Regions from separate parts of the Mus musculus genome. Here regions 1, 3, 4, 5 and 6 are each linked to region 2. Evidence: chromatin contacts called from public HiChIP or PLAC-seq, Micro-C and promoter capture Hi-C data. All regions are on one chromosome and are shown on one strand. The core of a region is the stretch at or near the end of the contact, and the rest is flanking DNA. Distances in the headings are between cores, read along the strand shown.

Region 1 (3,910 bases), core at 1,291-3,790, 290 kb before region 2:
CCAAGCCAATGCTCTTATGAGCTCTAACATCCCAGATGAAGGTTCTGTTGAGGATGGGTAGCTCTGATGTGGATGGCTGAAGATGAACCTCCCCAAAAGGACACGGGCCTGACATGCAGTCTGTAACATAGACACAAAAACAAGTTTTTGATCAGGGATACTGCAAGGCTCATTCTGCTCTTCCTCTTCAGCCCCTAAAGTAGGCTCTTTGGGATTGTGCCCAGGTGCTGTAACCACCCCTGACTGCTGGCCTTTAGTGCCTTGGCTGGGGAGTTATTTTGGATGAGAGAAGCCTAAGGCTTGGCCATGTTCTCATTCTGGGCTGCATACTCAGACTGAGACGGTCTGGCTCCACTGCCTCATGTGGTACAACCTGGGGCTGACAGTGTATCACTGCAGTCCTGGAACATTCTATGTCTCACCCAGGAGAGGCTGGGCTTTAGCAGAAACGATTATCCCATGCTCAATTTCCTCTGCCCCCTCTTTCACTTCCCTCTGGCTGGGCTGCTGCTTGGGGGGTGGGGGTGGGGGGCATTCCCTTGTGGTAGTTAATCTAAACTGTCAACCTGACAGAGTCTGGTATCACCATAGAAACAAATTTCTGGGCACATCTATAAGAGATTTTTCTAGATTAGATTAGTTAAGAGGGGGAAGACCCACCTTGACCGTGGGATGGGGTCTTGAACTGAATACAAAGCAGAAAATGAGCTGAGCACCAGCTCATCTTTCTCTGCTTCCTGACTAGAGATACAATATAAGTAGATGCCTCCTGCTCCTGGTGTTTCTTCACTATGATGGACAGGATTCCTTGGAACTCTGATCCAAGTAAAACCCTTCCTTCTTTATGTTGCCTTTGTAGAGGATTTTGACATAGCAATGAGATAAGTAATAATATGGACGCACACTCGCGCACACACACAAATCCACCTTTGTACTGAAGACACCAAACACTGTTTCCCAGACTCAGTGCTTGGTATCTGACCTTCTAAGGGAGCTACAGGGAGCCTGCACCTTGGAGTAACTTCCTTCCTGTATTTGGAAATTAATTTCATGGGTTTGAGGGCGTGCTGCCAGGCTTCACCTTTTAAGCTTCCTTTTCCTTCTACATCTCATTAACATACTGGGCATAATCACCTGATTCCCAAAGCAGTGAGCTCCCTGCTCTGAGGCTCTCTTGATTCCATTAACCCTGCAGAGAAATCATCTTAAAGCTAATAACTAATTACATCCTTTGATACGGTGTGTTTCCTAAGCCTTTTAAAAGGACAGGACTGTTACTACTAAGGAGGATTCAGGGAAGACTGAAATAAAAGAAAGCAGGCAAAGTCACTTCGGGTTTTTGTGTCGTACGTAGAGGACAGGAAGGTACAGTGGCCTTTGGTGGTGCAATAAGAACTTGTAGGTCCTTGTGCTCAACTTGGGTATTGGAAAGTGCCATTGATGGGGTTCAGGAAAACGCTTATTTTATGAGCACGAAGACCTGAGTTCAAATCACCCCCATAAAAAGGTGGACATGGGATCTGGGCAGTGGTGGCCCACACCTTTAATCCCAGCATTTGGGAGGCAGAGGCAGGTGGATCTTTGAGTTCTTTCTACAGAGTGAGTTCCAGGACAGCCAGGGCTACACAGGGCTACACAGGGCTTCTTGAAAAACCGAGAAGGAAAAAAATATGCAAAACTAGGCATGGCAGTGCATTCCTGTAACCACAGCATTGAGGGACAGAGGGAAAAATGGACCTAAGCTTCTAAAAGCCAGTGAGAGATCTTATCTCAAGGCAATAAGATCAATAAAGGAAGACACCCAGTGTTTGGTTCTGGCCTCTGCATGTACATGCATGGGTCTGGGTCTGTGTATGTACACATTCATGTGTATACACACACACACACACACACACACACATACACACACACACATGGTTTTCGAGACAGCGTTTCTCTGTGTAGCCCTGGCTGTCCTGGATCTCAGGCTGGCCTCGAACTCAGAAATCTACCTGCCTCTGCCTCCCTAGTGCTGGGATTAAAGGCATGTGCCACCATTGCCTGGCATATATACACCTCTTACACACACTCAAAACCTGGGTGGGACAATGCATGCCTGTAGTCACAGAGCTGGCTTGATGGCCAGTCAACCTAGCTATTTAGTGAGTCCCAGGTTTGGATAGATATACCATCTCAAAAACTACAGTGGACAACAGTAGAGGAAGACAGACACTGGACATCCACCTCTGGCTTTCACATGTATGGGCATGGATGTGCATGTACACACACACACACACACACACACACACACACACACACACACACACTCAACTCTGAATTGAATTAGGAGAAATCAAGAGCAGCCTAAGACCTCTGAGATCATCTACATCAAACCTCTCATTATTGCAAAGCAACCCTAGAGTTCACTTGGCCACTTGTAGATGCAGCTGACTCAGCACTGAAGCTGGGCTGTCTGTGGTCAGCTTGCATTCATGTCAGGGTGCTGCATGGCCAATCCAACAAAATAGGGTCAGATAAAGTGGTGATTAATGTGGCTAAAGTTAGACTTGTGTGTCAGTGAAGACCGTAACTATTTTAGGACCTCATACAAATGTCATTGTGTGTATGGGACAGCTCTTAGCTTGTCACGCGCGCGTGCATGTGTGTGTGTGTGTGTGTGTGTGTGTGTGTGTGTGTGTGTGTGTGTGTTGCTGGGCATGCAGAAGCAAGAGGAGAACTAAAAAGAATTGATTCTACCTTTCACCATGTGGGTTCCAGGAATCAAACTCAGGCTATCGGGTGTGGCAGTAAGTGCCTTTACCCACTGAGCCAGCTTGCTGGTCATCCTCTTATTTTCCACAGTCCACTGTGGGATCTTCGTCCCTACCAAGGCAGAGCTCCTGAGATCTGGTGCCTTAGACTTATCCATAGCTTGGGCTACTCAACAGTTTCTGGTTTGACTCTATACCAACAACTCAGTCAAGAACCTAGTCTCCAGCCTCAGCTTTGTTACTACACTCAACACTGGAAGAGTTGCAGGGAAGTGCCACTGTCCTTTGTCACTAAAAGCTTTAGTTTTTAGGATGAACGCAGAGATGGAAGTGGTTCATTGACAGGCATGGCTATAAATCTGCATTCTGCCCTGTGCAAAAAACTTAAGTATGTCAGACACTTCCTTTCCAGAGAAGGATGTGTCACTCAGAAGTGATTCAGAGCTCATTTCCCCAGCAGAACTCTACTTTCATACATTTTCATGGAACTGCTGCAAATTGAGAACTAATGTCAAACTCCATTCAAGGCTTCCAGATGTCTGTTGGGAAAGGCAACCAGGGCCAGGCATACCACTGGATCCAACCCCAGGTCTATATCTATTATTTTTAGAACCGATACTTTCTTAACACCTTCACATGCTGGAAGCATGCTTTTTTTACTATCCATAAAGGGATTCAGGCATCCTAGTGCTGAAGGACCAAAATGGCTCCTTGGTGACCTCTTTCAAAATTAAAGTCATTTTATGGGTGTATTTGGTTACAAAATAACACACGCTTTTAAAATGGCAACAACAAAAAGGGCAGAGATGAACAGGAGGAGGGCCCAGGGCACCACACTCACCTCCTTGACCTTCTTCTAATTCTCTGACTTCCATTCCCTGTGGTTTGAGCATTTGTATCCCTTCTAAGATCCACAGGTGAAAACCTAATTCCCAGCATGGCAACATTAGATGATGCTTCTTGGGGTAATTAAGTCACAAGGTGGATGGCATTGGTGCTTTTACAGAGAGGTTCAAGTTGAAGGGATATCACCTCTTGTGCCTTAACCCTGAACTCCTAGCCTCTAGGACTGTGAGGAGAATACACATCTGATCTTTGTAAATTACCCAGCTTCAGGAACTATGTTATAGCAGCAAAAAATGTTCTATGGTGAGACCCTT
Region 2 (3,831 bases), core at 330-2,829:
ACACAGCCACCTACGACTTCAGCTCTGGGGTTTCTGATTCTCTCTCTGGCTTAGAAGAACATCTGTCCTCTCTCCTCCCCCACCTCTCTCTTCCCCTTTCACCTACACACACACACACACACACACACACCATATATACACATAATTTGAAACTAAAATAACTTTAAAACCTAGTTTTAGTATAATGCTTTATAGCAGTACTCACTCTTCAAATTTTATTGTGCAAATCGTCTTCCCATCCCACAGATGCCGTAAAACACAAATCTGGGGTTAGTAGTTTGGGGCTGGAGCCTGGAACTCTTCATTTTCAACAAATATCCTGAACCTTCAGAGTCTACAGGACAGTGAACCATTTTTGTGTTTATAGAATATAAGAATATAAGCACTTCCATATATATTATCTTGTTTGTTCCTCGTCACAGTTTAGAGAGATTTGCCAAGACACATATGTTCAACCAAACCCTGCGCATATACAGGTGTAATGAAGTGGATAACTGATTAGCTGTCAACCAAAAAGGGGCATGCAGACAAATAAACAGCTGGAGCTGACCCTCCATACCTAGAGCTCCACATCTGAACAAGGGCAAGATACTCAGGAAAAGAAAAGGTGTTTATGTTAAACACATACAGATTTCATTTTCTTGTCATGATTCCTGAAAGACAACAAAACAAAACCAAACAAAACTGCTGAGAACTATTTGCATAACATTTACATCTATTAGGTAGTATGAGCAGAGACCTGGAAACATTTAAACTAGATGGGAGAAAGCCTGCAGGTCAGTGACTTCAGTATCCCTGGATTTAAATAGTGTTCAAACCAAGCAGGAAACAAAGGGGTTGTGGGTGGGGGTAACTTTACGGGGAGGTGATTTTAGCTGGGAAGGAAAGAAGAGACACCAGAAGCTGATCAGCAGGCTCTCGGCAGGCACTAGGAAGTTCCATCCACCGGGAGTTCAGGCAGGGAAGGTCCCAAATCAGAGGGAGGGTAGGCGGGGCAGTCAGGCCTGTTTGTAGAAGTGAAGGCGGGATTTCAAAATAAGTCCGGAGTAAGCCTTGAGGGTTCAAGTTCAAGAGTGACAGGCCTGGGATTGGTTTTAGATCACGCTGGCGGCTGTGTGGGAAACGTAAACTATCCCCAGTCACCTCATAGGAGCTATGTGTGTTATCTAGAGCCATGGCAACCTGGAGTGGTGAGAACTGCTTGGGGTTCAAGAAACCCAGTAAGGACGACAAGCCTCTCTGGGCACACTTAGGACGTCCAACACAGATGCTCTCATTCGAGGGGACCCGAGGGAAGCCTGGCGCACCCTTGACTCTCCAGCAGCGGCGGGAAACTGAACAGTCCGCGGCAAAAGTACTGCGGGAATTGCAACTCTCTCCCGGTGCCCAGAGAGGGACGCCAAAACTCGGCGTGCGCATCACTGGCCTGCAGGGGGCGCCCCGCCCCGCCCCGCTCCCGCCCCGCCCTCCGAGCCTCCGCCCCGCCCCGCCCCGCCCCGCCCCGCCCTCCGAGCCTCCGCCCCGCCCCGCCCCGCCCCGCCCTCCGAGCCTCCGCCCGCGCCCCTGCGCGGCCCGGGGCGGGCGCAGCCGGCCAGCGAGCTCCCGGGACTGACGACCCGCGCGCTCACTTCCGCGTCCCGCCGCCGGCCGCCGCCATCGGACAATGGGCCGCGCGCCGCGGCTGCAGTGAGCTCTGCTGGATCCGGCCACCGGCCCCAGGCCAGGGGCTGCCCGGTGTGTTTGCAAGTTCGATTGTTCGACGTGGATGTGAGTTTACTTTTTTTCTGTGGACGTTCTCTGTCTTCTTTCGCCTGTTTTGGGTTTTGTGACTTGGAGAAGAGAACTTTTCTAAGCAGGCCGGGCACGGCTGAAGGCTGCTCTGCCCCCACGTGGACGCTCCCCGGGGGAAAAGAAGTCTGAAAGTAAACTTAGCCCCGCTGGCCTGAAGGCCTCAACTCTGGCTGGACTGTGAGTTTTGGAGTCATGACCTTCTTGCTGGGCAGGTGGGAATCTTTATCTGCCTTAGGCTGGACCTGAAACCTCGGCCAGCACCCAAATCTCCCCCACCACATTCACACCTTGAACCAGGGCTAGGCCCCGGACACTGATCTACAACATGGATAAATACGATGATCTGGGCCTTGAGGCCAGTAAGTTCATCGAGGACCTGAACATGTATGAGGCCTCCAAGGATGGGCTCTTCCGGGTGGACAAGGGTGCTGGCAACAACCCAGAATTTGAGGAAACTCGAAGGGTGTTCGCGACCAAGATGGCCAAAATCCACCTCCAGCAGCAGCAACAGCAGCAGCTCCTACAGGAGGAGGCCCTACCTAGGGCAGGCAGAAGCCCGGTCAACGGTGGGAACCGTCAGGGTGCGAGCGGCAAGCTGGCTGCAGATGGGGCCGCTAAGCCTCCTCTGGCTGTGCCAACAGTGGCACCTGGATTAGCTACTACCACTGCGGCCGCGCAGCCCTCGTACCCATCTCAGGAGCAGAGGATCAGGCCATCTGCCCATGGTGCAAGGCCTGGCAGTCAGAACTGTGGTTCCAGGGAGGGGCCTGTGAGTTCCCAGAGACCTGCTTTACACGGCCTGAGTCCCTCCTGTGAAGACCCTTCCTGCCTCACTCACGGAGACTATTATGACAATTTCTCTTTGGCAAGCCCACAGTGGGGTGATAAACCTGAAGGGTGCCCCAGCGTGAGTCTGGGTGTAGGAAGTGGATGGCCTGGTTGCCCAGGGAATGACTCCACATTGCCCAAATCCTGTGGAGACCATCACCCTTACCAGCCACAGCTCTCCACAGTGTGCTCTGGCAGGTCTTTTGAAAGTGGCATCAGTGGCCAGGACGGTGGCATTGGTGGCCATAGCAGCGAGAAGCCAACAGGCCTTTGGTCCACTGCCTCCTCTCAGCGAGTGAACCTCGGTTTTTCTTCCATGGGCTTGGAGAATGGGACCTCCGCTCAACCCAAGGGCACAACTGTTTCAGCACCGATGGTCCCTAGCAGCGCCAGCCAAGGAGCTTGTCCGAAAAGAGATTCAGGTCTGGGATATGAGGCTTCAGGCAGGGTCTTCAAACCCCTTGTGGACACTCAGCCTTGGCTGCAGGATGGGCCCAAGTCTTACCTCTCAGTTTCTGCTCCATTATCCTCGACAGCTGGCAAGGACAGTACCCAGCCAGGTATGACCACCGGGCTGGATCCTAAGTTTGGATGCGTGGAGTCTGGCACTAGTCCCAAGCCCAGCCCCACCAGTAACGTCCATCCGGTAATGTCCACTCCATCTGAGTTATCTTGTAAAGAGAGTTCTCCCAGCTGGTCCACTGACAGTAGTCTGGAACCTGTGCTCCCAGGGAGTCCCACCCCCTCCAGGGTGAGATTGCCCTGCCAGACCCTCGCACCGGGCCCTGAGCTTGGACCCTCCACTGCGGAATTGAAGTTGGAAGCCCTCACCCAGCGTCTGGAGCGAGAGATGGATGCTCACCCCAAAGCGGACTACTTCGGTAAGTAAGATGCTTTGGAGTTGCCTGTGGTGGAGCGATGGTGTCCCCACCAGGATGCTATTATTTCTCCTTCCTCTTTCAGCTACTTCTGCTCCTTTAGAAACTTGAAAGCAGCTGCGGGCAGAAAGCAGCCTTTTGCATATGGGAGTTACCCATGTGAGCAGAGTGAAGCAGGGTGGGATTGCTCATAACTGCCCTCAAAAAAGGGAAATGAAGCTGGGAGGTGGTGATGCTCGCCTGTAATTCCGACACTTGGGAGGCAGACGCAGGAGGATCTCTGAGTTCGAGGCCAGCCTGGTCTATTATAGCTAGAGTTCCAGAACAGCCAGGG
Region 3 (4,129 bases), core at 418-2,917, 260 kb before region 2:
AGAAACACCTCAAAACATTCCCTAGAGTGTCACCTGCCTCCAAGAATGCTGGTACACCCTCCCCACTCCTCTCATGCACACATGCATTCCTTTCCTATTTTTCTGCTCTTAAAATGTTTTTAAGACAAAATTTCATATATCCCAGGCCTGTAAAGAACTCACAATGAGGCTGAGACTGACCTTGAATTCCCAGCTCTCCTGCCTCCACTCCAGAATGCTAGGATCACAAGTATGAGCCACCATGCCCAGTTTATAAAGTGCTGGGAATTGAACCCAGGGCTTTGTACTTGCTAGGCAGACACTCTACAACCGGGACTACATACTTTGTCCCTTAAATGGATTGAAAACTCACTCCTAAGAAAGTGGTGGCCCACATCTGTAATGAATTCCAGGAGTATGGAGTGGGAGCATGAAACTCAGTAGTTTTAAGGCCAGCTTGGGAGACACCGGGAGACCCAGAAAAACAGAAACCAAACCCTAGCTAGCAACAACAAAATATATACCACAGTGTGTCTGTGTGTGTAGTTTAAAAGGAGGTCTTAAGTCTTCCTGTTTACTATGCAGTTATATATCACCTAATGTTGGAAAAAGAAACCAGGAAGTTTTCCTGCGGCTTACGCCCAAGTCTAACCACACCGTTTTAATTTTATTCTTTAATTTATGCTAATTTATCTACCTGTCCAACACAAACAAACACCCCCTTAGTTGTTGATATTACAGACCCCAACTATGACTTGGACCGTACTATTTTTTAAAACATAAAAACCTGTGCGAGTCTGAGAAAGAGCCTCACATCAAGTTCTTACTTGAAGAAAGCTAGTTTTATTCGCGGTATTCTACTCCTAGGGCCCACAAATCCTATTCTTTCCTGGAGCGATCTCCGAGATCAGAGCAGCCTCTACTCCCAATCCAAACTACTCGAAATTCACAGGCTCCACGGAATTACACTCCAACCTTCCACCAGGGAAGAGGTGGGGCACCTGTGGGGTCTCTGCAGCTAGATGCCCGCTGCTGCCTGGTGACTGTCCGCTTGAAGCTGTCCTTAGGCCTCAGGATGAGCGGGCGCGCACGCACGGACAGCTAAAATGGTACCTCAGCGGGAAGTCAAACCACCCTCTTCTTGCACTCACTTCTCTGGCCCAGGTGTGGAGTGGGCCCGAAGAAGAAAGCTCTCCCACGTCCCAATCGAGTATCCCTAAGAGTCTCAGCAAAGTACCCATGGCACAATGTGCTGCCTGGAGAACGTCCTCCTAAGGCTTGTTCCGCGCGCTTATTTGTTCCTAGGCCAGGGAAGCTCACCCAGGTCCAGGACTCTCCCACGTGCCTGAGCGCTGGGGCGAGTCGTCCCGGGGACCTCGCCCCACCATCTAGGACTGTGCTACCAGGTCCGGATCGTGTAACCCCTGAACACGCGCCACCTCCAGGCACCTCCCTGGCCGGCCACAGGTTGCTCTTACCTGTCCCGCGCAGCAGGCGTGCTGTGCCCAGCAGCAGGGCCCCCAGCAGTGCGACTGAGAACCCGCAGGCCGAGTGGGCCATGACTCGGGGGGCGCCTCGGTCTCCCTAGGGCACGACTGTGGCCTGTGTCTGCGAGTGGCCTCGGTGGCGCCTAGGCACCGAAACGCAGCTGCGCCCCGCCCTGCCCCGCCGCTCACCTGCGCGCAGGACCCCGCCCCGCCCGCTCAGCAAGAGCGAGGGTGACCCACGCTTCCTCTGTGGCCTCCTCCTCTTCCTGCCTCAGCTCAGGTACTACCCTCCCTTGCCCGGTGGCCTTGAGGCAAATTTGTCCCCGCCTTCCCGGGCTTCAGTTCCTTTCTCAAAGTCCAAAAGACTTTGTTGCCAGCCAGCTCCTTCTCCTTCCGCTGTTCAGGTGTGCTGGTTGAGGTTCCTGTTGGTCACTGATCCCCAACCTTTTGGCTTTCTCTGTTGCTGGACAGGGGCCTAGGCCTGCTCCAGCTTCTCCCCTGCAGTGTCCAGAGTTCACCAGCTCTTCCCAGTGTCAGACAAGATAAGCTTTCCTATTTGGGCAACGAGCCCAAAGATGCCAAAGCAGGGCAAAGTTAGGACAGATGTGAAGGCACGGGGTGGGTTCTGCCAAGTTGCTGGGTTGTTCTTTATTGAAGTAAGGGTTTCACAGATGCTGGACGAGGGTGCTAGAACGAGACACTTCAGAAACCCTGCGTTGATTGTGGGAAGAGTAGATTGAATGGGTGCATGAGACTGGAAAGGCTCAAGAGAAGAAACCCAAGCAGGTGCACAAGGCCCTTAGCTGGGTTGTGAGTAGGGGAGTGGGCACAGTGCTACTGAGTTGGGCAGTGGGTGTGAGCGTGAAGGATTCTGATCAGAAGCTGGTCTGTCCTGCAGCCAATCTCTTCTCAGATATAGCTAGGTTACCTAGTTCTGGTTTAAGAGGTCTTGTGGAGTCTTCTATCCTCTAGGCCAGAGGTTCTCAACCTTTCTAATAATGCAACCCTTTAATACAGTTCCTCATGTTGTGATGACCCCCCTACCATGAAATTATTCATTGATACTTCATAACTATAATTTTGCTTATATTATGAATCTTAATGTACATATCTTTGTTTTCTGATGGTTTTAGGCAATCCCTGTGCAAATGTTATTTGACCTCCAAAGAGGTTGCAACCCACAGGTTGAAAACCACTGCTCTAGGCCATCCCATGTCCTGAATCACAGGCAGTGATGGTAGATGGTCTGGGACCTCGTGGATGGCAAGCCAGATTTCAGCCCAAAGGATTCAGTGGCCCTATGCATTTACTGTGCCCATGGCCAAGGTCACTCAGACCTTTCCAGGAATCTATGACAGAAACAGAAGCCCATGCCCCAGTATCAGTCAGAGTGTGGCCCCAATTTCTCTTTAGCTTCTGGAAAATCTGAGCTAATACTCAACGGAGATGAAAAGTCACTTCTCCAGAGCTTCATCCCTTTCTTCTCAGTTTCCAAAGAAGAAAGAAGCAAACACTCTCCAGTTCTGAGCAGCCTGAGGCAAGACCTTAACACAGCTCCATCTACAGAAGGGCCTATAAACTGGAGGTTGGGGAGATGGGGTCTCAGACTTCCGGCTCTAAGTGCACTTACCTCACTGGCAATTCTTGGATTGCTGCTGAACTAATAGAAAGAATTCTTTTTATTATTAGGGTTTTTTTTTTCCAGTTTTGTTTTGAGTCAGTGTCTCTCAATGAAGCTCTAGCTGGCTGGGAACTCACTTTGTAGACCAGGCTGGTCTCAACTCAACAGAGATTTGCTTGTCTACCTTCTAAATGCTAGGCTTAAAGGTGTACACTACCATGTCCAGCAAGAAAGAGAAATCTTGATGAAAAAGCTAAACTTTTTAAAAATGCTTATGGCTGAGCATGGTGGGCACACACCTTTAGTCCTACCACTTGTGGGGCAGAAACAGGCAGATCTCTGAGTTTGAGGTAAATCTGGTCTACAGAGCAAGTGCCAGGACAGTCAATACTACACAGAGAAGCCCTGTCTCGAAAAACCAAAATAAATAAATAAATAAATAAATAAATAAATAAATAAAGGTTACTGTGACCAAACTATGAAACATCTTTTCCCTATTGTTAAGGCCTAGGTAAAATTTTAAGGCCTAGATGGAATATTAAGGCCTAGGTAACTGTTACCTGCTTAGCCTGCCATTTTGTGCTGTTAACTAACATTATAAGGAAAAATTCTCATATGTTGCTTCTGCTGTTACTAGGAAACTTTCTCATGCCCAAGTTGACTACATATTTTGTTATGTTCTGTGCCCTTGGAACCCAAGATGATAGAAGTCAGTAGAACTGCTTTGTGTAGTCACCCACAATAAGCTTGGACCTGAACCAACCACTCAGCAGCACTTCCTGCACCTGTGTATAAGCTTTCATGGTATTTGCTTTTATAGGCTGCCCCTGGGATAGACCCCAACATAGGAGAGACACCTGCACCAATATAAGAAACTATTTGGAATAAGACTTCCATTTTGAGTAGGGGTTGAGTAAAGTTTAAGTTCCCAAGACCTCCCTCTCCCTGGGAACTGACATCTCTATTTAGCAGAAAGAGACATGTACGTGGGTAACTGACATCCTGGTTGGCAAATTAAGACATGAGTGTTAGATAAGTCCCA
Region 4 (4,059 bases), core at 655-3,154, 370 kb before region 2:
GAAGTCTTCTGAACCTAATACCAGATATTACTCATAAAATCAGTCACCAAATAGATAACACTGACCCTTCTTCAGAAAGAACCTGTTGTCTGCTGTCGGGGGTAGGATATGCCCGTGTGGTGCTGGGGAGGGAACCTAGGGCCTTTGCACATGCTACTGTTCTGCCACTAACACACTTTTAAAGATATGCCCAAAGACTTTTTCCCAGGAAAATGGCTCATAGTAGTTAAACTCAAGTCAAACTTTCTTCCAGTATCTTTTCTGACTTTTCAATCTTCACCCTACCCCACCCCCACCCCACTATATATTCAAATGGTCTCTCTTTCCAGTCATCTCTAGCACGAGATACCCTACTAGCAGGAGTCCCTTGCTATTTCACCAGTTCCTCACACAGAATCTAGTTGTTCAACCAGAGATGGTGTCTAGGTGCTATATCAAGTGTGGCATCTGTTCCTCCAAAAAAGGAAGAAAGCCGTCTGGCTCCACCTTTTCCAGTTACCCTAGAGGGCAAAGTCCAACCCTACAGGAAGCCGTCTCAGGAGCACCTGTAGTAAGTATTATGTATGGACGCAGGAAATTCATATCCAGTCTATCAAGAAGAGGCTATCATTTGAGGGCTCAGCAGCTAACAGTTCAGTACCTAGGAATATAGCCAGGCACTTCCTGTTACTGTTGAAATCTCAGCGTAGTCAGTAATCCACTATGACAACTCTAATCACCATGCTCTGTGGCTATGCTCACAAGAGCCTTCCCTTCTACCCTGGAGGACTCTGGTTAGTGTTCTGTTTACTTACTTAGTTAGCACAAGAGAAAAAAAGCCTTTTTTCGACGAGTGGGGGCAGTGTCTTTGAGACAGGATCTCACTATGTGGCTCAGGCTGTCCTTGAACTCACAGTGTAGAACAGGCTGACCTCGAATTCAGAGATCCGCCTAGCTCTGTCTCCCAAACGCTGGGATTAAAGGCAAAGGGTGGCCAGCACCTTTTATTTCTTGATGATTAAGCTGAAGGGTTACTTTTGTTTAAAATAGAACACCAGGTAAGTCTCTACCAAGTCTCCCCTCATTTTCTCAGAGAGACCCTTTAAAACTTAGTTCATATCCCCTCTCTTCCTTAAAGGGCCCCTCACTATGACCCCAGCTTCACCTTGCAGGCATCCTTTCTGGATAACCTAGGTCCCATATCCTCCCAGGGTCGGTTTTCTTTCATGAAGTTATCCATCTTCCCCGGAGATCCCTTCCATCCAGGCATCCCGAAGTGCAAGACACTCTCCCTACTCTCTTTGGGACAATACTCCAGCAACCGCACGGGGCAAGGGTAACTTGCAAAGCTCTGGGCCATTATCTGATGATGGGCAGTAGGGGAGGAAAGGATGAGGGAAGACAGGACAGAGATCGATCCCTGGAATGGAAGGAGGGGTGAGAAAATTGAGAAGCTGGCGCCCCATTCCTGGTGCAGACCCTTCCCGACCAGTGACCTAATGAGGGATCCATGGTCTCTTTCCTTCAGCCATCCTAGGGACCAACTAGGAGGGGGTTGAGGAGATGGTCCCTCATGGGCAGCACGACTTCCGCCTTCCTGAAGTGTCTCACGTGCGCGCGCTCGGCTACTTCGACTCCGGCCCGAGCGCTCGGGTTGCGCGCTTCCCATCCAGTCCCGGCTGGGGCCCCGCGCCTCCCTCCTTCTGGGGCTTCCCCACTGCACTGACCGTCAATCTGGAGGCAGCTAGCAGTCCCGCGCCGCCTGCTGCTGCCCCGGGGCCCAGCCGCCAGCGTCCGCGATGGCACGGGCACCCGGCGCCACGGCTTGCCGGACTCGGCCTCACACGGGGCGGTGCGAAGGAGAAGCCCATGGAGCTCCAGGCGGTGGCGGCAGCCGCGGCTGCGGGAGCGGCCACCGCGCGGGCTGATGACGCGCAGGCGCGGTGGGGAGAGGCGCGAGCTGATGACACGCCAGCGCGCGCGGTGAGCTGAGCAGCATGGCGTCGGTGGCGCTAAGCGAGGCCGAGAAGGTCTACATCGTTCATGGAGTGCAGGTAGCGGTGGCGGCCGCGAGTGCAGGCCATATTGCGCAGGGAGGAGGTGCGGGGCGGCCACGTGGTCAGGACGGACGCCCGAGGCTTAGTGCTGCAGCGAGTGTGCGTCCTGTATGCCTAGATGTCCACAGCTCTCGGGATGGAGGAGATTCCTAGCTCATCAGGGAGCGGCGGGCGGGCAGTTCCCGAGGCTGCAGTTTAATGAAGGAATGTCCTTGTGGCCTCTGCACGACCTGAGAGTGCAGTGCCCGAGATCCTGTAATCAGAATAGCGGCACGTGAATGGACTCTGGTGACTTTGCACACAGAGGCCGTGTATCCGAGGGGGAAAAGGACTTTAAAATTCTGACAGCAAACACCACACGCCACACACCCCCTAAAAACAGGAAAGAAGGAAATGCATCGGTAATAGAGTGCGTGCTTAGCATGCTCCAGACCTTGGTGGCTGGCACCTGTAATCCCAGCAGCTGGGAAGTGGAGACAAGAGAATCAGGAGTTTAAGGCCAGACTGAGCTATAAAGACCCAATCTTAAGAGAAATCACGCTGACATATACACACACATGTCTTACAAATAGAGAAAAATAGGGAGTGTTTTTCTTTCTGGCGGTGCTGGAGGTTGAACCTCTTGGCCTTGTGCATGCTAGGCAGGCATTCTATCATGGAACCGCATTCTCAACCCTTTTGTTTTTTTGCTTTTTTTTTTTGAGGAGGAGAGCTTTATATCCAAGGCTGGTGTGTAACTCCTATCAGTCCTGCCTTGGCAGAAGGCATGCCTTTTCACCACCCGCTGAGAAGAATTTTTCAAAGCAGACTGGTAGTCTATGGTGTAATTGTTGATTTACCTGTTTTACTTGTGGGGCGCTTAGATCTTTGGGTAGCTACAATGACTACCGCGATCTGGGCTCAGTCCTGCTTTTGAACGTTCAAGAGAAGTGAAGAATGTTTCCTGGCAACCATAATCTAGTATTCTACAAGCCTTGTCCCTACAGTTGATCTTGTGATGTAGTCATCATAGTAAGGTGACCTGTTACCATTTAAACTACATAATGCAAGTGAAAGCATGTTCTTTTCTAAATCATATGACATACTGTTATTTTCTACTTCATATAGAGTAAGGAATGCCAAAATTCAGTCATTAGGTTTCATATTAAACTTGAGTAATAAAAATCCAAACCCACAACTCATTAGCTTTTTAGTTCAAGATCAGGTTTAGTAATAGTGGGGTATATGCACAGTGGGTTGTATGGGAATGTTAAAGTAGTCAATCCTAGGGGTGGGGCTTCCCTTTTAGTTTTTAATTTTTTTTTTTTTGCCAGAAGTGTGACTCTGTCATTCCATATCCCTAGTCTTCATGGTGACATATTAAGTGCTGATGAGTTTTTAATTTTTTTTTTTTTTTGCCAGAAGTGTGACTCTGTCATTCCATATCCCTAGTCTTCATGGTGACACATTAAGTGCTGATGAGTTTTTAATTTTTTTTTGTTTTTTTTGCCAGAAGTGTGACTCTGTCATTCCATATCCCTAGTCTTCATGGTGACACATTAAGTGCTGATGAGATTTAAATTCTACAGGTTCAGGAAATCTTAAATGACCTGAAGAAAAAGTGGGTTCATTGCAAAAATTGGAAATCTTCCATCCAGAGCTTTATAATACTTTCTCTCATAAGAACCATAATGATTGGTGACTCTCTGGTGAATCATCTTCTTTTCTTCACCAAACTGTATCCTTTCTCAGTGGTCTCTTGCTGTCCAGCTTCCCTTCCATCTTGGTATAGTCTGTCCCATCGTCCCCGCCCAACCCCTTCAATTTTGCTTGGCTTCTCAATCACATCATGGCCTAACAACTTTTTGGTTTCTTGAGACACGGATTTACCTCTAGCTGTCATGAAACTCACAGAGATCTACCTGCCTCTGCCTCCTGAGTGCTTGGAATAAAGGTGTGTGCCACCCTGTTGCACTAGTCTAACAACTTTTAATTAGATCAGACATCCAATTTCACTGAGAGAATTGGTCTGGGCTGCTAGTGG
Region 5 (4,170 bases), core at 788-3,287, 460 kb before region 2:
CCAGCTGTGTCAAGTTGACACAAAACCAGCCAGTACAAGGGCCATAGTAACCAAAGCTATAGGAGAAGCAGGGTCTCATGTAATCCAGGTTTGCTTTTAAACTCCCTTAAGTTCCTGATCCCCCTGCCTCTGCCTCCAAAGTCCTAGGATTTTAGTTACACACCGTCACACCCAGGCCAATCAGGTTCTGACATGGATACACAAATAATACCCTAAATCAACCCCCTAACTTTCCTTGGTTTAAATCACTAATTTTGGAAGTCATATAGCTAGACAATACACTGTTGCCCACTTTTTCTCTACAGAGCATGCATAAGATGTGTGAATTAGTTGTCTTACTTACTTACCTTACTCTGCCAGAACATGAAGGTCATTTCTGTTAATTACCTTTATAATCCGTGGGATAAAGTCTTTGACAGATGCAGCTTAGATTTGTTTTAGCTTCTCCTATCAGTTGTTGCCACACACTATCTCCATTATTAAGTGGAATAGTACAGTGAGTACCCTTGAGTCTCAACTTCCTTATCTGCAAATTGGAGTGGTTTATACCACATAGGACTAATTGGGATAATCTATTCTTTTTATTTAAAATTTAATTTTATGTATTAATGTGTATCTGTGTTCAGGTGTATATATATGTACATGAGGATAGGTGCCTTTGGAGGCCAGAAAATAGTGGAACCCCTGGAGGTATGAGGTTGGGAGGCACTTGTGGGAAGGTTGCAAGCTGCCTAACTGCTAAGCAATCTCTCCAAACCCCAGTAATCCATCCTTTTATTTCATCCACAAAACCACCCGCATGAGAAGCAAGGTAGCATGTAAGAATGTCCATGAAAAAGCTCTTTAACAGGGAATAAAGTGTTTCTTCCAAGCCCCATACATTAAATATTATTTGTATTTTATATATCAACAAAACAAGTTTTGCTGTGTAGCCCTGGCTATGTAGAGCTATTTAGAGCAGGCTGTTCTCGGACTCACAGAGATCCACTTGCCTCTGCTTCCTCATGTGTACCAACCACCACACTTAGCTCACGTTATACACTTCTACAGCTCTCCTTTAAGGAAATGTATCCCTAACATATATCCATACACACTGCCATTGACTGAATTCAGGATTTTTCATGTATTATGGAAGCACTGAGCTATAACCCCAACTCTCCTTTATTACAAAAACAAAAACTTTTTGAGAGTCTCAAAAAGTCCTTGGCTTGCTTAGTACCTCTCTGTTGGTCAGGCTGGCCTCAAACTCAGTAATTCTACCTCAGCTTCAGAAGTGCTAGGATTACGGGTGTGTGCCACCATGCCTGGCTGCCAGCCCTCTCAAGTGAGACAATGTCTCCCTAAGTTGCTCAGGATGACCATTAACTGCCTCAGCATCCTAAGCATCTGGAATTACCGACAGTAGATGACATTTTACGGTTTGTTTGGGTTTTTTTTTTTTTTGGTTGTTTTTTCAATTTTTTTGTCGTTCTCAATTACTTTACACGAACTTAGAAGTGACTGTGCTTCTGATGGTCCAGGCAGAACAAACGTTTTCCCAAACAACGTTCTGTCTCAAGCGGCCGGTCTCCAGATCCATCATCTCCTGCGTCCACGAGGGAGCAGAGGTGCTTTGAAGGTGCAGCTTGGCTTCAGGATTAGCATGTTAGGTGCGCATCCATGTAAAGTGGCAGACCTCCCCGTCTTCTCAGAAGCAGGTTCCCCTTGACTGCAGGGCTCTTTCAGAAACAAGGTTACTTCCGCCGCAGGTTCTCCTCGGAGATAAACTCCCCTCCTCCCCAAGTTCACGTCAGCAGATTCCTCTCTCACAGTAGGTACCTCTCGGTAGCACGCTTCCTTCAGTGGCGCACGGTCCTCGCTACCGGATTCCCATCCCCCAGGTTCGCCGGAGCCGCAGGCTCTCCTTAGTCGCGGGTTTGCACACGCTGCAGGGTATGGGCTCCAGATTCCTTTCATTTGTAGGCTCGGCTCGGCTCGGCTCCGGACTCCACTGCAGCAGATTCGCCTCACTCGCCTGGCTCCGCCCTAGCCGGGCTCACGGCGGGTGGCGGCGTGCGTGGCAGTCGGCCGTGGCGGGCGCAGCGGGCCTCATGGCGGCCGGTCCGCAGTCCTCGGGTGCCGCCGTGTCTGCGGCCGCTTACCCTGACTCACCCGTGGAGTTACCCGCTCGCCTACAGAAAGGCGCGATGCGGCGCCGCTTCTGGGGCGTGTTCAACTGTCTGTGCGCCGGGGCGTTCGGGGCTCTGGCCGCCGCCGCCGCCAAGCTGGCCTTCGGGAGCCAGGTGCAGCCCGGGGCGCCACGCGGGGGCGGGGCGGGGGGAGGGCGGGGCGGGGGGAGGGCGGGGCGGGGGGAGGGCGGGGCGGGGGAGGGCGGGGCGGGGCGGGGAGGAGGGCGGCTTAACCTGGGTTCCCGCCTGCGCCCATGTTGGACCACCTGGTTTTAGGCACTGCCTCCTGGGGGAGGACCTCGAAGCCCACCTCTCAGTTTAAGTCCCCTTGCCATAGCTTTTTTAGCACGTGACACCTAAGGTGAGATAACCGGTTGCCCATCTCTTCCTGTCCTTGGCAAGAGTTCGGACTGAGCGCCTGCGGAGCTTCTGCATCAGAGAATTCGATCCTGACCTGAACAGGGGACTGCTTGATATAGATTTCTGGCGACTTACAGTCCTTTTGTAAAGTCATATCTTTCCAGAAGGCTACTCAGCTACAAGAAATTTGAGGTCTTCGTGGAAGATAACCCTGCCCCCTGTCTGCAGGCAAATTCCTCTGCCTATCAGTCAGGGTCCGCATATGCTTTGTATGAGACGTGTAAACATCTCCCAGTCTTTCAAGGTTATGCCCATGGTGGTTGTAGCTCAGTGACACTTTCTCCTGCAGGTCAATATTGGCTTATGTGTCTTAGGCATCGTTGCCATGGCAAGCGCCAATTCTCTGATGTGGACCTTCTTTAGCCGGGGCCTCAGTTTCTCTATGTCTTCAGCCATTGCATCTGTCACAGTGACTTTCTCGAACATACTTTGCTCGGTGAGTAGCCTGGTGACCTTGTTCTTAGGGTTCTTGGTGAGTTAGTTGTCCTTGGGAAACCCCTGATTTTCCAGGCTCTAGAAAGGACAGGGAGTAAAACAAAAGTTGGGCTGTCTCCAGGCAAGGAACAGTTAAACATGGAAAACTTAGGAGTGAAACCTATGTCACTCTGGGATAACACCAGCTATCTCAATCAAGAACTCTAACATTAGCTATGGGGTCTAGGGGGTCTGGTCAAGGGAACCCAGTCTTGAATTGGAAGACAGCTTAACTTGGGTTTATGATTACTGGGTACTAGCTATGTCCGTACTGGCCCTACCTGCTAGCCTGCTGAGCCTCAGTGCTCAGCTGGGGTGGTAACCTCTTACGTCCACAGAGGAGACAGAAATACGTGGATTGATCATGAAGGTGGTTGCTGGATGCAAAGCACCAGACTTTGGCCTCTAGCCCCTCAGGAAGAAATCAGCCAAGGAATGGTGGAGCCTACCAGGGTAGGCCAGGTCCCTTACAGCTGTCTCTTCCACAGGCCATCTTAGGCTACCTGCTGTATGGAGAGTGCCAGGAGATCTTATGGTGGGGAGGGGTGTTCCTCATCCTCTGTGGGCTCACCCTGATCCACAGGAAGTTTCCACCCACCTGGAAGGAGAGCAAGGAGCAGTGAGGCCAGTCGGTGGATAGACCAGACCCACTGTAAAGAGAACCATGATACCCAGCCAAGGGTTGACAAGTTGGGCTGCTTCCAGGGCGGCCTGGGAGTGCAGCCCTTAAGTGTCAGCCACATGGAGATGGTGGACCAGCCACTGGCCTCTGACCTCCTCACAGCCTGGAAAGTTAAAGCATTAGCTCCTGTAAGGGGAAGCTAACCACCACAGTATGAGGCCCAAGTCCTTCAGTGTTGGTATAGTGCCTTGATTCTTGTGCACCAGGGAATATTGGAAGACTCTGTGATCATGGGTTACACAGCAACATGGCAGGTACCTGAAAAAAACAAAAAACATGTGATTAGAATCCTGCCCTTCATGTACCCCAGCACTGGCAGTTGGCTTTCTGAAAAAACAAACAAACAAACAACAAAAAAAAAACAACTTGATGTGTCATGCCTCAGGTGGTCCGTGATGCCTATGAATCCACAGCAAAAGAAGGGAA
Region 6 (3,732 bases), core at 1,116-3,615, 340 kb before region 2:
CTGACACTAAGATCCAATCCAGTGTCATTGTCACAGTCATAGGCTGTGAGAACACTCAAAGTTTTCAGTAGAGACTTGAGGTTGATACATTATAATCGTAAAGTGATTCATGAGCCTGGAGCCAAGATATCAAAGATTTTATTTGGGGGGTTTGGGACATTCTGTGCATTTATTTAGTTTTGTTTTGTTTTGTTTTTTTCTAGCCTGTCTGCTGTTTGGGTGCTAATGGCTAAAGTAGTAGGTAGTCTGACCTGTTCTATTCTAATGCAGCTCTGCAGGTAGCCAAGGGGCAGACTTAGGCACCTGAGACTTGACCTGGGAGGCTGCTGTCAGCTGAGTTAGGAATGGCTTATTAGTAAGATGGCCTGGCAGTCTGCTCTTCAGCCGGAGGGTTCTCTGTGGTCTTTTATCCTTATTATAAAACAGTGCCTTGGACAGCTTTGGTTGGCAATGTGGCTGTTTGTCGTGGCCACAGGAGCACTGATGGTTGGGCAGTCTTCCCTGGCCCTTCATGCTTGGTGTATTTAGAGGATCTCCAGGGTGTAACTGTGATGCTGTTGGGGTTTAGAGTTCATGTTGTATTTATTGAAAGACTGTTCTGGTCTTTCTGTTAGTGAGCTGGAGTGTAGCTCTGTGGAATGTATACCTAATTTGTAGGGCAAATGAAAAGCTGCTTTAAAAGTTCTGTGATGCAGACAGATGTGTAGGTATTGGGCAGACTAGCCAGCAGGTGGGGGCTTCTGGTCAGTTTGTACCTCACTAGCAGGTGACCTCTGTCCTGTCCCTGTCATCCTACAGAGCAGCAAGCGAGTGGGCAAGGTGCTGCACGTGTCCTTGCAGAGCCTTCTGCACAAGGAAGAAAGCCTGGGGCCCAAGAGGCCGAGAGTCGGGTTCCTGGGGTGATTTCTCTCCACTGCACGTTGGTTGCCTCACTTTTCATTGACACTGGTTTGTATATATTTCTCTTAATTGTCAAAATTTAATTCCACATTTGTAAATGTAAAAATAAAGTCTATTTTTTTTGGTCCATTGGTGTTGTTAGCATCTCCAGCTTTATACCAAGACACCATCCTGCTTAGCAGTCTGCTGCCAGGATGGAATTGAAGTGAGTCGGGAGCTGCCTGCTTTAAAGTACGAGAGAATGACAGCAAACACTGAAGTAAAGACCCTGCAGGAGCTAGACATGGTAGCATAGACTGAATACTTGCACTGGGGAGGGTTCAAGCTGAGACAATTTAACAAGACCCAGTCTCCAATCAGACTCCTCGGAGAAAGTGCTTTAAAGAAATAGCCTCCGGCAATAAGTTTGGTTTTTTTTGTTTGGTTGGTTTTTTGGGTTTTTTTTTTTTTATTTTTGGTGTTTGGTTTTTCAAGACAGGGTTTCTCTGTGTAGCCCTGGCTGTCCTGGAACTTACTCTGTAGACCGGGCTGGCCTTGAACTCAGAAATCTGCCTGCCTCTGCCTCCCAAGTGCTGGGATTAAAGGCGTGCGCCACCACTGCCTGGCTCCTGCAGTAAGTATTTTGTGAATTATTTTTTTCTTTATAAAACTTTTGCACTAAAAATCACAGTGCCAGGTTTGGTGACACAAACTTTTAATCCCAAGACCAGCAAGGCAGAAGTAAGTAGATTACTATGAGTGTGGGGCTAGCCTACTCTGCATAGTGAATTCCAGGCTAGCTAAGTGAGACCTACATAGTGAAACCGTGTCACAAAAATTAATCAATCATCAATCAATTCAAACCACTCCCACCCACCGTGTACTTGGTGCTTCTGAGGGTCAGGAATAAGGAAGCCATGGCCACAGAGGAGGGCCCAGGCCTCCTGCCTGTACCTGCCAGGTAACCTTACCAGGTCCTGCCAGCCAAGAGACCCAGAAGATCCTTCCTTGGGTCAGGGGCTTAGTGGACACTTGGGTCCCTCCCCATCCTATCCTACCTTTCTTAGATTTTTCTGCTTTTGTTTTGAGTCAGAGTCTTATGTAGCCCAGTGATGCCTTTGAACTCCAAGTCTTCCTGCTCGGGATTAGGTTGCAGGCATGTTCTGGCATATCAGACTCCAGTCTTGTTTTCAAATTCCTTTGTGTTTTATAACCCCGCCCTGATGTTTCATAAGATGGCCGTGTTGTATCAGCACTATAAAGGCTGCTTAAGGACTATTGTCATTTGACTTACTAGCCAGCTTTAGTTGTCTGGGGACAGTAAGGAAGATAGTCTACTCACAGTGCAGCATGGTGGAATTCAGGCTTCGTGCATACAGGAGTATTTGTGTGTTTTCCAGGAGAGCTAAAGCTCCTAAATCAGTCTTACTGGGCCCTTGGGAGGGAGCTGACTCATGGAGAACATTTCAGCCAGAGGTATTTGCATTCTGCATTGAGTCAGCCAAATAGGGCGAGGTGTTAGGAACTTATCATCTAATGGAAAGAGCAGTGTGGGCTGCAGCCCTCGTGCATTAATTTCAGAGGCCCAGGCATGGGCCCTCCCTCGTGTGACCAGGTCCATCCATCCCTGCAAAGAAGTAGCTGGATTTGTGTGTCCCTGGGAAGCTGCTTACCTACTGATAGCATAGCTGGGCTGTTGTGTTTTCCCAGTGCATGCCACAACAGATGCCATGTTACCCAACAAGGCAGGAGACAGGCTTTATCCTCTGCCCTGTGCCCATTGTGTACCCACGAGGAGTGATTAGCGGTGGTGGTGCAGAGAGGTGCCTCAAATGTGAATGAGGTGCACAAGCCTCGGTTCCAAGGACCGCTTCCACTCGATCACTTTGTCTGTGTAGGACAGTGACCACTTTTAGTGCTTTTGTATGTGCCCATGGGTAGTAAAAATGAATGTTGAGGTTACCACAGCAGTACTATGGGCACAAGCCTGGGACAGGGCACCCGGATTCATATGCCACCCCCCTGTTCACCTCTCATCTTCCTCTGGCTCTTTGGGAAAATTGGTGAGAGAGGAAAACTCCAGTTTGTAGGTAAGTTGGTTCTGTACGTTGGGACAGCAGTGAGGGAGCCAGGGTCATAGAACACTTGGTGGCTTGTTTTTCATGAAGGGAGAAGGATATATAGCTAGTAGAAACTTGTTTGGGTCACTACCCAAAGTTCTCCAGAGAGAAGGGGTATGCTCTGAAAGCTAAGAATATGGCATGCCCTAAGATCCTGCAGAAGAGGGACCTTCTGCAGAAAGTAAGTAGTCTGTCACCAGCTACTCTCTTCCCGAGGGCCTTTGCAGACTCAGAGTGTAGGCTGTGGATCAGGCCCCAGCAACACCTTTGATGCTTGTGTGATGGTTTTTAATCTGCATTATCCCCCAAACAGCGCTGGGCCCACACCTGCCAAAGCCCAAGACAATGTGTGGGAGAGGAGTTTGAGTTTAGACATCCTGGAGGCCGGAAGCAACAGGAGCACTAATCATGTAGGCAGAGAACTAAGTTCAACACCCCTCTGCTTTTCTGGAAGAGGTGGGCATACAGCACTGCCCTTGTTCCCTTAACCTTGCAGGCTATCCACTAACTCTCCCACAGGTGACTCCTGTGTGTCCCTTGAGAAGATGGCACATGGGACAAGTGATGAGTCTATGGAATAGGAGTGTATCCAGAAGACACCTGCTAGGTGTCTCCAGATCTGGATCATGGGAATCCTGCTTCACTTTCTATCCTCAAGTATTGTGAGCCCCATGAGACCAGGCTGGGAGCTTGGCCTCCCAAGACCTACCCAACACAGGCACCAGGACACAGA

What was found. Promoter capture Hi-C pulls out the DNA fragments that hold promoters and counts their contacts. A called contact is a pair of places that touch in the nucleus more often than the background predicts. HiChIP or PLAC-seq counts read pairs in DNA pulled down with a chosen protein or histone mark.
Region 1: an H3K4me3 HiChIP or PLAC-seq map of bone marrow-derived macrophages shows a contact between it and region 2, with 2.4 times the contacts expected there. The contact joins the enhancer-like site here to the promoter of Limd1 in region 2. A contact is called at or near these places in 5 of 115 datasets of contacts at active chromatin or transcription factors (bone marrow-derived dendritic cells, bone marrow-derived macrophages, embryonic basal ganglia and 2 more) and 2 of 9 other capture datasets (adipose tissue and pancreatic islet).
Region 3: a contact with region 2 is called in an H3K4me3 HiChIP or PLAC-seq map of embryonic stem cells, with 17 read pairs. The contact joins the promoter of Cdcp1 here to the promoter of Limd1 in region 2. A contact is called at or near these places in 6 of 39 promoter capture datasets (cranial neural crest, embryonic stem cells, liver and 1 more), 3 of 115 datasets of contacts at active chromatin or transcription factors (embryonic stem cells, pancreatic cancer cells and stem cell-derived neural progenitor cells) and 1 of 9 other capture datasets (adipose tissue).
Region 4: a contact with region 2 is called in a promoter capture Hi-C map of liver, with 4 times the contacts expected there. The contact joins the promoter of Zdhhc3 here to the promoter of Limd1 in region 2. A contact is called at or near these places in 16 of 39 promoter capture datasets (3T3-L1-derived adipocytes, the C10 cell line, the HPC-7 cell line and 9 more), 1 of 15 datasets of contacts at CTCF or cohesin (the NIH/3T3 cell line), 2 of 484 Hi-C or Micro-C datasets (bone marrow-derived macrophages and extraembryonic endoderm stem cells), 20 of 115 datasets of contacts at active chromatin or transcription factors (the 230-238 cell line, PVALB interneurons, the SCID.adh cell line and 15 more) and 2 of 9 other capture datasets (adipose tissue and macrophages).
Region 5: a contact with region 2 is called in a Micro-C map of embryonic stem cells, with 15 times the contacts expected there. The contact joins the promoter of Tmem42 here to the promoter of Limd1 in region 2. A contact is called at or near these places in 7 of 39 promoter capture datasets (the C10 cell line, cranial neural crest, embryonic stem cells and 4 more), 7 of 484 Hi-C or Micro-C datasets (LSK cells, Sertoli cells, embryonic stem cells and 2 more), 3 of 115 datasets of contacts at active chromatin or transcription factors (astrocytes, embryonic stem cells and memory CD8 T cells) and 3 of 9 other capture datasets (adipose tissue, liver and pancreatic islet).
Region 6: a contact with region 2 is called in a FOXA1 HiChIP or PLAC-seq map of pancreatic cancer cells. The contact joins the enhancer-like site here to the promoter of Limd1 in region 2. A contact is called at or near these places in 4 of 39 promoter capture datasets (the HPC-7 cell line, cranial neural crest and embryonic stem cells), 2 of 15 datasets of contacts at CTCF or cohesin (both in the NIH/3T3 cell line), 1 of 484 Hi-C or Micro-C datasets (extraembryonic endoderm stem cells) and 8 of 115 datasets of contacts at active chromatin or transcription factors (PVALB interneurons, the SCID.adh cell line, bone marrow-derived dendritic cells and 5 more).

The regions. Positions count from the first base shown.
Region 1 is chr9:123,185,296-123,189,205 of GRCm38.p6, forward strand. Cdcp1 (CUB domain containing protein 1) reads right to left here. Exons shown (of 9, transcript NM_133974.3): 3 at 1-120. Among named protein-coding and RNA genes, the nearest start is that of Gm23323, 25 kb to the left of the region's middle. Within about 2 kb of position 2,541, at least 37 of the 459 cell types and tissues checked have an H3K27ac peak or open chromatin away from gene starts, as enhancers often do. A contact at or near this core is called in bone marrow-derived macrophages, where this site is marked.
Region 2 is chr9:123,477,122-123,480,952 of GRCm38.p6, forward strand. It overlaps Limd1 (LIM domains containing 1), which reads left to right and starts at 1,580. Exons shown (of 8, transcript NM_013860.2): 1 at 1,580-3,500. The coding sequence starts at 2,117.
Region 3 is chr9:123,214,371-123,218,499 of GRCm38.p6, forward strand. It overlaps Cdcp1 (CUB domain containing protein 1), which reads right to left and starts at 1,668. Exons shown (of 9, transcript NM_133974.3): 1 at 1,458-1,668. The coding sequence starts at 1,539.
Region 4 is chr9:123,111,290-123,115,348 of GRCm38.p6, forward strand. It overlaps Zdhhc3 (zinc finger, DHHC domain containing 3), which reads right to left and starts at 1,905. Exons shown (of 7, transcript NM_001372538.1): 1 at 1,707-1,905. Exosc7 (exosome component 7) reads left to right here and starts at 1,942. Exons shown (of 8, transcript NM_001081188.1): 1 at 1,942-2,033. The coding sequence starts at 1,977.
Region 5 is chr9:123,019,289-123,023,458 of GRCm38.p6, forward strand. It overlaps Tmem42 (transmembrane protein 42), which reads left to right and starts at 2,038. Exons shown (of 3, transcript NM_025339.4): 1 at 2,038-2,282; 2 at 2,878-3,024; 3 at 3,551-4,170. The coding sequence starts at 2,091. The coding sequence ends at 3,685.
Region 6 is chr9:123,135,101-123,138,832 of GRCm38.p6, forward strand. It overlaps Exosc7 (exosome component 7), which reads left to right. Exons shown (of 8, transcript NM_001081188.1): 8 at 799-1,029. The coding sequence ends at 903. Among named protein-coding and RNA genes, the nearest start is that of Clec3b, 14 kb to the right of the region's middle. Within about 2 kb of position 2,366, at least 79 of the 459 cell types and tissues checked have an H3K27ac peak or open chromatin away from gene starts, as enhancers often do. A contact at or near this core is called in the NIH/3T3 cell line, pancreatic cancer cells and trophoblast stem cells, where this site is marked.